2 separate regions of the Sus scrofa genome follow, and region 2 is linked to region 1. The links are chromatin contacts, called in public HiChIP or PLAC-seq maps. All regions are on one chromosome and are shown on one strand. The core of a region is the stretch at or near the end of the contact, and the rest is flanking DNA. Distances in the headings are between cores, read along the strand shown.

What was found. HiChIP or PLAC-seq counts read pairs in DNA pulled down with a chosen protein or histone mark.
Region 2: an H3K27ac HiChIP or PLAC-seq map of alveolar macrophages shows a contact between it and region 1. The contact joins two enhancer-like sites. A contact is called at or near these places in 1 of 5 promoter capture datasets (fetal liver) and 1 of 2 datasets of contacts at active chromatin or transcription factors (alveolar macrophages).

Annotation. Positions count from the first base shown.
Region 1 is chr10:20,967,996-20,973,281 of Sscrofa11.1, forward strand. All of the region lies in intron 1 of NEK7 (serine/threonine-protein kinase Nek7), which reads left to right. Among named protein-coding and RNA genes, the nearest start is that of NEK7, 4.0 kb to the left of the region's middle. Within about 2 kb of position 3,871, at least 7 of the 83 cell types and tissues checked have an H3K27ac peak or open chromatin away from gene starts, as enhancers often do. A contact at or near this core is called in alveolar macrophages, where this site is marked.
Region 2 is chr10:21,567,204-21,572,341 of Sscrofa11.1, forward strand. All of the region lies in intron 18 of PTPRC (receptor-type tyrosine-protein phosphatase C), which reads left to right. Among named protein-coding and RNA genes, the nearest start is that of PTPRC, 87 kb to the left of the region's middle. Within about 2 kb of position 2,143, at least 1 of the 83 cell types and tissues checked has an H3K27ac peak or open chromatin away from gene starts, as enhancers often do. A contact at or near this core is called in alveolar macrophages, where this site is marked.

The sequences.
Region 1 (5,286 bases), core at 2,621-5,120:
GAATTTGCAGTTTCAAAAAGTAAGCACACTCTCTGCAGGATACAGCAAAGTGTCTCGCCAGGTCGCATAATAAAGAATACAGAATAAAGTACAGGATGTGCTTGTGTTCAGTCTGTTCCGTTCAGGAGCAAGAGCTGCTGCGGGTGTGGTCAAAGAATGGCATAGTACTTTCACTCAAAAACTTGGTGGTACGTTTGGGACAAGCAAACACGGAAAACGGTGAAGCAAGAGATAACACTTAACTGTAATGCTTTGTGGCAGTTCTTGCCGAATAGATGCCAGGTATTCTTGGCTGTAACACTTGATGAAGGCCAGTGCACCCAAAATGGTTAACATAAAACGTAAGCGATTTCATTTCCAGAGGAAGGAATCCTTTGCTACCCTCGAGAAGATCCAGTCCACAGCTTGCATCGCTCCTTAAAACCGCAGCATCCCCAGTTTGGCCTTGGACCGGGTCGGAGTTTGCTGGAGTGGGGGAGAGATGTTGGAACTTGGAAAAATTTTACCTCTCGGAGGAGTGAAAGGGGCAGAAACTGTATGGGGACGGCGAGAGGAGGGCGCGAAATTAGAAGGCAAAGGCACCCCTAGTGAAGGGCTAGTTGCTTTCCCAGGGTCTGGAGCGGCCTGGGACCCTCTGGGACTCTCGGCTGGAGATACCGCCCTCGAGCGGGAGGCCACGCCCCCGAAGACTGACGGCCTCCACAGCCAGTGGGCGGCGAGGACGGCACGGCTCCTGCTGGGGGGCGGGCACTTCCTCTGGCGCCCCGGGCTCGCGGGAGGGTGCTGAGGTTCTGGAGGTGGAGTGGGCTGGGGTGGGTGAGAGGTGGATGGGCAGAATAAGGAGGGGGTCTTGTGAGATAAACACGCACAGTGAGCGGGGAGCTTGTGAGAGCAACACGTAAAGTGAGGAGTGGGCTTGTGAGATAAGCGGGCAAAGTGAGGGGGGCTTGTGGGATGAACACGCAAAATGAGGGGAGCATGTGAGATAAAATGAGGGGGAGCTTATGGGATAAACACATAAAATGGAGGGGCGGGTCCCTCGGACCCCTCGTGCTCCTCTCCTTTCAAGGTTCAGCCGAACCTCTGTGCTCACTCGATACCTGTGTGGCTGATGGGGGTTTTTCTCTAAAACTATCTGAAAATGAAAACTAAGAAATAGCAGGATCCAAATCGTTAATCGTTTTTACAGTTACTTGAGACTCTTTCACTGTGATTATTATTTTTTTTTTGTAATTAAGAAAGTCAAGACCGTCCCTTGGGTGCAGACCGACTCATTTCATGCTCTTAAGTGCCCCTGCGGGTTTATGTATTTGGATCATACCTGCAGCGCCCTCCACTCCTCTTCCCACTTACACATTTTCCTGGCTGGACAATTTCAAGAGCTCTTTTCCAGCCCAATAAAACAGCACGTACTCCAAGAATGAGGAAAGCACGTCTGGTATGATGGCAGCGGACTAGAGGAGTGGGGGAGGGGAGAGCTGAGGCCCCGGTGTTAACACCCGAATAATAAATCTCAGTATTGTAGTTTGACACGACCAGAGTGCAGTTGCAGTTTGTGGACCGAAGTATTTAACCTCAGACTCCTCTCCCTTCATCTTTCTGATGGTTGCAATTGTCAGTTTGGGTTTATTGCAGACATTTAAATGTTTTCTTCTTGACCTTTGCGCATTTATTGAAGTGTAGATTTCTCTCGTAGATTTCTTTCTTTCTTACTTATTTTTCCACTTAACTACGTGGTTTGAGATGTCATTAGACTTGGACTTCTGCTCTGTTTGGAGGACAGAAAACTGTTTTCCTAGGAACTGTCTGATGTTTTAAAATGTATCTTTCTGGTATTACTAATGTAGCCACCATTCAGGGTATCTGGAGAGAAGAGAATAATGATTACTTAATGCAGTTTTGGAAAAGAAGTTGCTTAATTAGATGTTAAGTGCCAAAGTTCCTTTCAGGTTTTGTTCCCTTTGATTTTTTTTTTTTTAAAGTAGACTTTGGTATTTAAAAAAATGTGCAGTGCAGCTGCACAAAGCAGTTCTCTGTTCACATTCCTGGTTTCATTCAAATTAAAATATTTGTCCCTTCAAATATTTGCCCAAGAGTTCTGTTGAGTAGGCATTTCAGTACATCATATATAAAACGTGGCAGCAAACTTAGTATATAAACTAAAGGTGTTTTGGAAATGACATTTATGATTACTGTTTGCTCTGAATTGCCTTATCAGCAATTTTTCTCAGCCTTTCTATAAATGTATGGCAAAATGTTTTAAAAAGAATTTCTTCATACTTTTGAATGTTTCAATTTAATTCCTTCTGCCTTCATTTTTGTAGGAAACATAATGGCAATCAAATGTATTTATTTGCAGGACATAATGGCTGTTGACATTTTAAAACATACACGGAACTAATGTAGAACCATATTATTCTTAGAGTTAAAAAACTTCTAAACTGCTGATTCCTCTTGGTGATTAATAGTTGGATATCCCTTTGTAGCCTTTGTATTATATATCTTTACAAATTTTTTTTTTTTTTGGTAAGGAAAACAGAGAATGTATTTCATGGTTTTTGGTGAGCAGTGGGAATGAGAAAGATGGTTAGATGGTCTTGAAGCATTCTTTCGCTTTTGTGGCGCAGGATAACCTCTTTATTTAACCTTTGTGAAAATAACACCTCTGTCATACTTTTTATATAATGAGCTTATACAGTGAGCTATGTTGTCATAGCTGTCCAGAGTGTTAATCGGCATAGTTAATCGGCATAATTATACATAAATGAATGGAACTTAATTGGTCTGTCAAGTTTTAGAAATACATGTTTTTTGTTAGTGGAAATAGACTTTTCTATACATCTTGCCACTGATAATAGATTATCTTCTATTGATAGTCAGTGTAAGTAATTAAAGGAAACTTTTTCATTGTAGGTTGCTTTTGTATAGAACAGGGGTTTACAGACTTTCTCTCCAAAGGACCAGAGTATGTATTTCTGGCTTTGGGAACCATATGGTCTCTGTCACAGCTGCCTTGTAGCCATGGATATACCTGAACAGGTGGGTGGTGGGTGTGGCTGTGCTTTAGTAAAACTTTATTTATACAGTCAGGCTGGGGGGCCCATCCTGCTCTGTCTGGAAGGTCCTTCCAAAGATCTGAATATGATTCTAGCATTGCTGTTTGGGTCGATATGGACTTTGCACAGCAGAGTTTTATATAGCCTTTTCTGGTCCTTTGGTCCCTGTGACAATAAGGCCTAGTTATTCATGGCCAAATTTTGTGTTTAGAGACCTTATAAAAATAATAACAGCCTCTTTTAGATTTAGTCACCTTTTCGGGGCTATCATTCTTCGCCTTTTGGGGGTTCCCATGCCCATCCAGTGATGTCGAATGAACAAGCCCCTCTCTCTGGCTTCCTTCTGGTTACTAAACCAAGATGGACTCTGATGTCAGACATTTATCTTTGCTTGACTGACTGATAACACCGGTAGGAATGTGTTTTAAATGTGTTTCTTTAGCAGTTTTTATTCTAAGTCGACCGAAATGACTGCCGTTGTTGCTTTTAGAAAGAATTTCTGGTATGAACAAGAGGGTGCACAGATTTTTTTTTCCTTTTAGAACTGTTGAGTCTTTTATAAAAGACTTTGTTTCCAGTAAAGAGAAAAAAAAATTGTCTAGAAAGGGTGGTGCTTGTGAGGTACCTCACTCTTCTTGACTTTCAGTAGAATGAGCTGACTTGGGTGCAGCTACCGCGAAGCCGAACGATGGAGTGGAAAATGCAACAGTTTTGAGCCAACCCAGTGGGATTTGCCCAGCCCCACCCCGCCCAGGAGTGGGTCCTGGGTGGGCGAAATATTGAGTCCTCAGGGCTCCGGAGCTTCCGGGTTAGTTGTCATCAGCCTTTTCTCTTCATGTGACCTTGTTGCACAAACATGACCATTTTCTTTAGGTCCCATGCCATGAGAAGGACCAGGGCGCAGCTTTCTCTCCTGCTCTGGGACCTGGGTTGAGTTCCTGCATTTGTTTGGACCATGGTTTTCTTAGAAGCTCAGGTCACATTGCTTTGTGGAGTGAATGAAAATATCTTTGGAGAAGTATGGTGGGAGGCTCAGTGAGCGTTAGTTTCATTTCATCTATTTCTCTATTCTTAGGACTGGCGGTGGTGGGAAGCAAATCTCTTCTCAGTTTCTTCTGATGACAGGCCCTGCTGCCCGCCTTCCTCAGCCCAGCTTGGTCTGAGCAGGCTCCTGCCCAGCTCCAGCTCTGCTGTCCTTTCTCCTTTCTCTGCCTTAATTCTCCTTGCCTTTTGCCCTGTGATTTCCATATTCATGGTTTAGTGATTCCCAATCTGTGTTAATATTTGTATTACCTTTTTTTTGGGGGGGGGTGTCAGTAATTCCTGGTTCCTCAGGTAGAAAAAGCCACAAGAGACGTAGGGGTTATATTTTGGACAACCACAGAAGGAGAGAGTTGCAGAAATATTCTCAAATACTGACTCAAAAAATGGAAAAATTTAGAATATTCTTTCTAGTGTGTTTCCAATTCTGTTTTTTTTTTTTTTTAAATTCTCATATTTACCTGGCTGATTACTGTAATTTCTGTTGTGGTTGCAACTGTAACAAAGGCACATATTCTCTATCATATTATAATTGGGAAAATTGAAAAGGTAGACATGTGTTTGAAAAATTGTTAGGCATCTAAAAGGAAAGGAGTTGGAAATCTGCCTTTGCCTTGTTTACCTAACTGCGGGACCTTATGGTAAAATGATGTGATCTGTTTGCATGTGGGCATAAAGACACCAGAACTGGATGATAGGTAGTTTATTTTAAGCAGAGAGCATGTCATTATTTCACATAGTTTACGTCTAGGCATGGTTTACTATTCAACGAATACAGATACATTGAAAGCTATTTATACAAGAAGAATGCTTATTAATGGATTGATTTTATAGCAATAAATTAATATTTCATTCTCATTTCTTGGTAATCTACAAACTCACTTTTTTTTTTTAGAGTCTTTGGTATTAAAACACATTTAGAATAGCATAGTGACAGGTGAGGCATTCAGTGAAAACTGGCTTTTTTTTTTTTTAACATTTTCAGTATGTGAAGTCAAGTTTTAATGAAGTTTTTACATTTAGTTTTTGGTTATTGAATGGCATATTGTTTTCCACTTCACTTTGTCATTTTATGACTAAGTGTTTAACATATCAGCTGTTGGAGTTCCCATTGTGGCTCAGCGGTAATGAACCCAACTAGTATCTAAGATGATGTGGGTTCAATCCCTGGTCTTGCTCAGTGGGTTAA
Region 2 (5,138 bases), core at 893-3,392, 600 kb after region 1:
CACTTTCATTTCTTTTATGATTCCTTTTTAATAACAACAGCTTCATTGAGGTTTTCTGATGAGGTCAATAATTTATAGCAGCAGCACTGACTCTTGGGGTCATAGGCTCTGCTGGACATTTCAGACTCTCATTTTACTTAATAGGAAGGCTGGCACCTTTTCATGCAGAGAGACACAGAGCAGGAAACACACCCAGTGAGGGGATCTGGCCACGGGAATGTGGGTAGCGGTACCCACGACTGGCCAGGGACTGTGTCCTTTTTGACCCTCTAGGAGGCAACAGAGATGTAAAATGGATCATGTGTGTGGGTGCCGGAGTCGCTGGCTTAGGAGCCCCATGTTAAGAAAGGAAATCAGTATCTCTTAAAATAATTCCAGATGTGCCAACAGGGATGTGCCCAGTGACAAAATGTGCCCTGGGCTAGTGCACTCAGGAGACACAAAGCCAGGACTTCCATTGTTCACCATCGTTCATATGCAACCATCCTAGTCCACATGCCCTTTAGAAACCAGCCATCACATTTACATTAGCGTTGTTGCCAGGTAACAGCTACTATTCCATCTTTATCACATTCCCACTTCAGTGGGGCCAGAGGGTTATTCCAGGCTCCTTTTTTTTTTTTTTCCCCATGAAGCCGAAAAAGGTATCATTAACTCTTCGTTCACAAGAGCATTTTCATAAGAGCTGAATAATGTAGTTATGTGTTAATAGTGACATCTGCTCCAGCAAAGGTCTTGGGGTGCAAGTTGCAAAAACAGAGCTGCTAGAAATGTATGTCTGAGTTCCCTGGCATCACATCCTGTTGCCTGGATCTTGACAACTTTCCCAGCTGAGCTTCCTGTTCTCGTTCGGGACTTTCTAGAGGTACAACTCGCATGCCATCATAAAATTTTTCTGCATCGGTTTCCTGTCTTAGGATTGATGCATTTGAATCTCATGCATTTTTAATTTTAATTTTAACTTTTGCTTTTTAGGGCCACACCTATGGCATATAGAAGTTCCCAGGCTAGGGGACGAATCAGAGCCACAGCCACAGCCACGTGGGATCTGAGCTGCATCTGTGACCTTTACCACAGCTCACCGCAAGCCCGGCTCCTTGACCCACTGAGCAAGGCGAGGGAATGAACCTGCATCTTTGTGGATACTAGTCAGGTTAGTTTCCACTGCACCACAGTGGGAACTCCTCATGCAGTTTTAAAAATCTTACTGGTTTGTATCTTCTAGTGTAAGAAGAAAATATCCTAATGATTGCATGCATGAAAATATCTTTATTCTGTTCTGACACTTAATCAACATTTTGCCCTGGCGTAGACTCCACATTTAAAAATCTAGAATTTAAAAATCATGTCTGCTCTGTTCCCCTGCATCTAGAATTACATTCTAGATGCAATTTGCTACCTGTTTCTCATTCTTATGTTCCTTCATTTCCTCTTCTCCCTGGAGATTTTAGGCTTTCCTCTTTATTCTTGGTCTAATGTGGGTCATTTTCACTTATTCTTTTGGATGCTGCCATTGGCCTTCATGACCTGGAGGCTTATAGCTATGAGAAATTTTCTTTGCTCTGCTCTTTTTTTTGCAGTCTTTTTGGAATTTGCATGAGTCATATTTAGGAATCCTACACTGATGTGTTCTTTGGTACTTATCATCATTTGGTGCATTTATTTATTTGCAAAATGTCTAGTACGTGTTGGCCTTCTCTTTGTCTCTTGATAGATATAAATAGATAGATAGGTAGATAGATAGATAGATAGATAGATAGATAGATAGATAGATAGATAGATAGACAGACAGACAGACAGACAGACAGACAGATAGATAGACAGATAGATAGATAGATAAAAACATACATAGACACACGCAGGACACATACAGACATCCTACAATACCATCTAAAGAACAAATCATTGCCACTTCATAGATGAGGAAAGGTGAACTCAGATCATTTAATTGGTCCGCCCTGTGTTGAGTCAAAAAAATGGCAGAGCCACGATTCAAACTTAAATCTGGCATCAGAAAATCTTCACGTGAAGCTACTTTTCTATGTTCCTGATTTTATGAATTCCCAGTGAGAGATGTTCTGAGCATGAGACACACTATTTGGGCAGCCCATGGCCTGGATGAGTCATTTCTATGTTTTCGATTGCAGGAGAAATCTCTTGTGCTCAGGAAGATTTCCACGGACTGCAGAGAAAATAGGTTCCCCTTATGTTCTTACCATTCTACTTTATTTTTTCATAAATCTAAGGAAAACACGTAATAATTTGATGTGTTCGTTTACCTGTATAGCTTTTGTTCCCCCCCACCCCCAGATAAGGAAAATCCCCTCAGAACTGGTACCTTTTTATGCCATATTTTCTTTTGTACCCAGAGACCATCCCAGTTGTAAGACACTTGGCATTTGCTCAGTAACAATGGGATGAATAAGGGGTATGAATGCACGAAGCCAGTGTTGGGTGCTGGGATGCATAAACCCTCAGGTCCCGGTGATGTAGCAGAATGGACATTTCTTACTCCACAGCATTGCAGGATGTTTGTATGCCTGTAGAGACGGGGTTCTGCTCCACACCCTCATTCAGAACCCCAGGCAGACACAAGGCTGCCCTCTCCCATATGTGACTTCTGATTTTGAGATGGCCAGCAACATCCAGCCAGCAGTTTGGAGAAGAGAGGTGTGTAGAGTCTCTCCAGAGGGTGTAAGCACCACACCTGGGACCACTTCTACCCTTATCTCAGTTATCTGGACACACTGAGCAGCAAGGAGAGCTGGTCCAGGTCTGCCAGGGGAAGGGAGGGAGGAGGTGAGGAAGGGAGGATGCTGGTTGTCTCAGAGGCAGCAAACGGTATGGACTGTCCCTAGACAAAACTGCAAGGGAGGCAATATTTTGTATTCGTTTTCCCTCTAACAAATTACTGAAACCCAGCAGCCTAATACCACACCAGTTATTAGCTCACAGTTTCGTCGGTCAGAATTCCGGCTCCCTGTGACCGGCTCTTCCACTCAGGGTATCACACAGCTGAAATCCAAGTGTCAGCCATGATGAGTGTTTATCTGGAGAACATGCAGAAAAATGCTTCCAGGGTCATTCCAGGTTGCCAGAGTCCTGTTTCTTGATGTTGTTGGACCAATGACTTGATTTCCTGGATGGGCTGTGGGCCAGGGTTTGCACTCAGCTCCTAGAGGCCCACATGGCCTCCTCCCTCTTCCCACCACAGCAGCGTGTGGAATCCTTCTGGTGCTTCGGATCTCAGGCTCCTGCTTTTAGGGACACTTGATGAGGTTGGGCTCACCCAGAACAATCTCTATGGATTAAAATCTCACTGACAGGAGACTCAGATTCTCTCTGCACAGCCTCACAGCCACAGTACCTAGATTAGTGTTGGATTAAATAAGTGGGACCTGGGAAGCTTGGGCACCACCTTGGAATTCTGCTCACTGCATTTTTCCTGAAGAATACCCAACTTCTCAGCCTATCCCTGCCTTAGATGTATCATTTCTGTACTGCCTTAGAAACATGATTTAAGAGGATTGATTTTGTTTCTTCATCTAAAGTAGTAAGAACACCAAGTCTCTTCCTAGCTTCATGAACTCTAGCAAACCACAGCTGTGGTATTTCAAATCAACACACTGCCCTCACCCCTTTGAAGCCTTCCACTCCCTCCAGGCATGATGACAATTTACAACCCCTCACTCTAATCACGCTCTTGCATTTATTCATTTTTTATATAATTACTCAATGAATTGTATTACATTTATAGTTGCATTTAATTTATGGGATTATAGTTGATTTATAATGAGGTATACAGCAGAGTGAATCAGTTATACATATATCCATTTCTTTTTTGAGTCTTTTCCATATAGGCTATTACATAATTTTGAGTAGTGTTCCTTGTGCTACACAGTAGCTCCTTGTTCCTCATCTATTCCATATAGTCATGTATAATGTCAATCCCAACCTCCCAATTTATCCCTCCCCCCTGCACTTCCTCTTTGGTAACCATAAGTTTGGTTTCAAAATCTTTGAGTTTGTTTCTATTTTGTGAATAAGTTCTTTTGTATCCTTTTTATTAGATTCCAAATATTAGTGATCTCATATGGTATTTGTCTTTCTTTATCTGACTTATTTCACTTTGCATGAGAATCTCTAGTTGCATCTGTATTGCTGCAAATGGCATTATTTTGTTCTTTTTTATGGCTGAGTAATAGTCCATTGTATATATGTACCACATCGTCTTTATCCATTCCTCTGTCAATGGACATTTAGATTCTACCATGACTTGGCTATTGTAAATAATACTGCAATGAACATTGGGATGCATGTATATTTTCAAAGTATGCTTTTCCCTGGATATACGCTCCATATTGGGATTTCTGGATCATACGGCAGTTCTATATTTAGGTTTTTTAAGGAACCTCTATGCTGTTCTCCATGGTGGTTGTACCAATTTACTTTCCCACCAACAGTGTAGGGGGATTGCCTTTTCTCCACACCTCTGTGGCATTTATTGTTTGTAGACTTTTTAATGATGGGCATTCTGACTGGTGTGATACCTCATTGTAGTTTTGATTTACATTTGTCTATTTAGTGAGGTTGAACATCCTTTCATGTGCTTTTTGGCTATCTGCCTATCTTCTTTGAGAGATGTCCATTCAGATCTTCTGCCCATTTTTTTTATTGGACTTTTTTTCTTTGATAAAAAGCTGAGTGAGATGATTGCATATTTTGGGGTTCAACCCTTTGTTGGTTGCTTCATTTGCAAAGATTTTATTCCATTGTGTGGATTGTCTTTTCATTTTTTTATGGTTTCCTTTGCTGTGCAGAGCTTTTAAATTTAGTTAGATTCCATCTGTTTATTTTTGTTTTTATTTTCCTTACTCTAGGAGGTGGAGCAAACAAGATATTGTGATTTATGTGAGAGTGTTCTGCCTATGTTTTCCTCTAGGAGTTTTATATAGTACCCAACTTATGTTTAGGTCTTTAATACATTCTGAGTTTATTTTTGTGTATGTTAGAGAATGTCCTAATTTCATTTTTTTTTTTTTTTTGCATGTAGCTGTTCACTTTCCCCAGCACCACTTGTTGAAGAGACTGTCTTTTCTCCATTGTATTTTCTTGCCTTGTTTTCCTCCTGTGCTTAT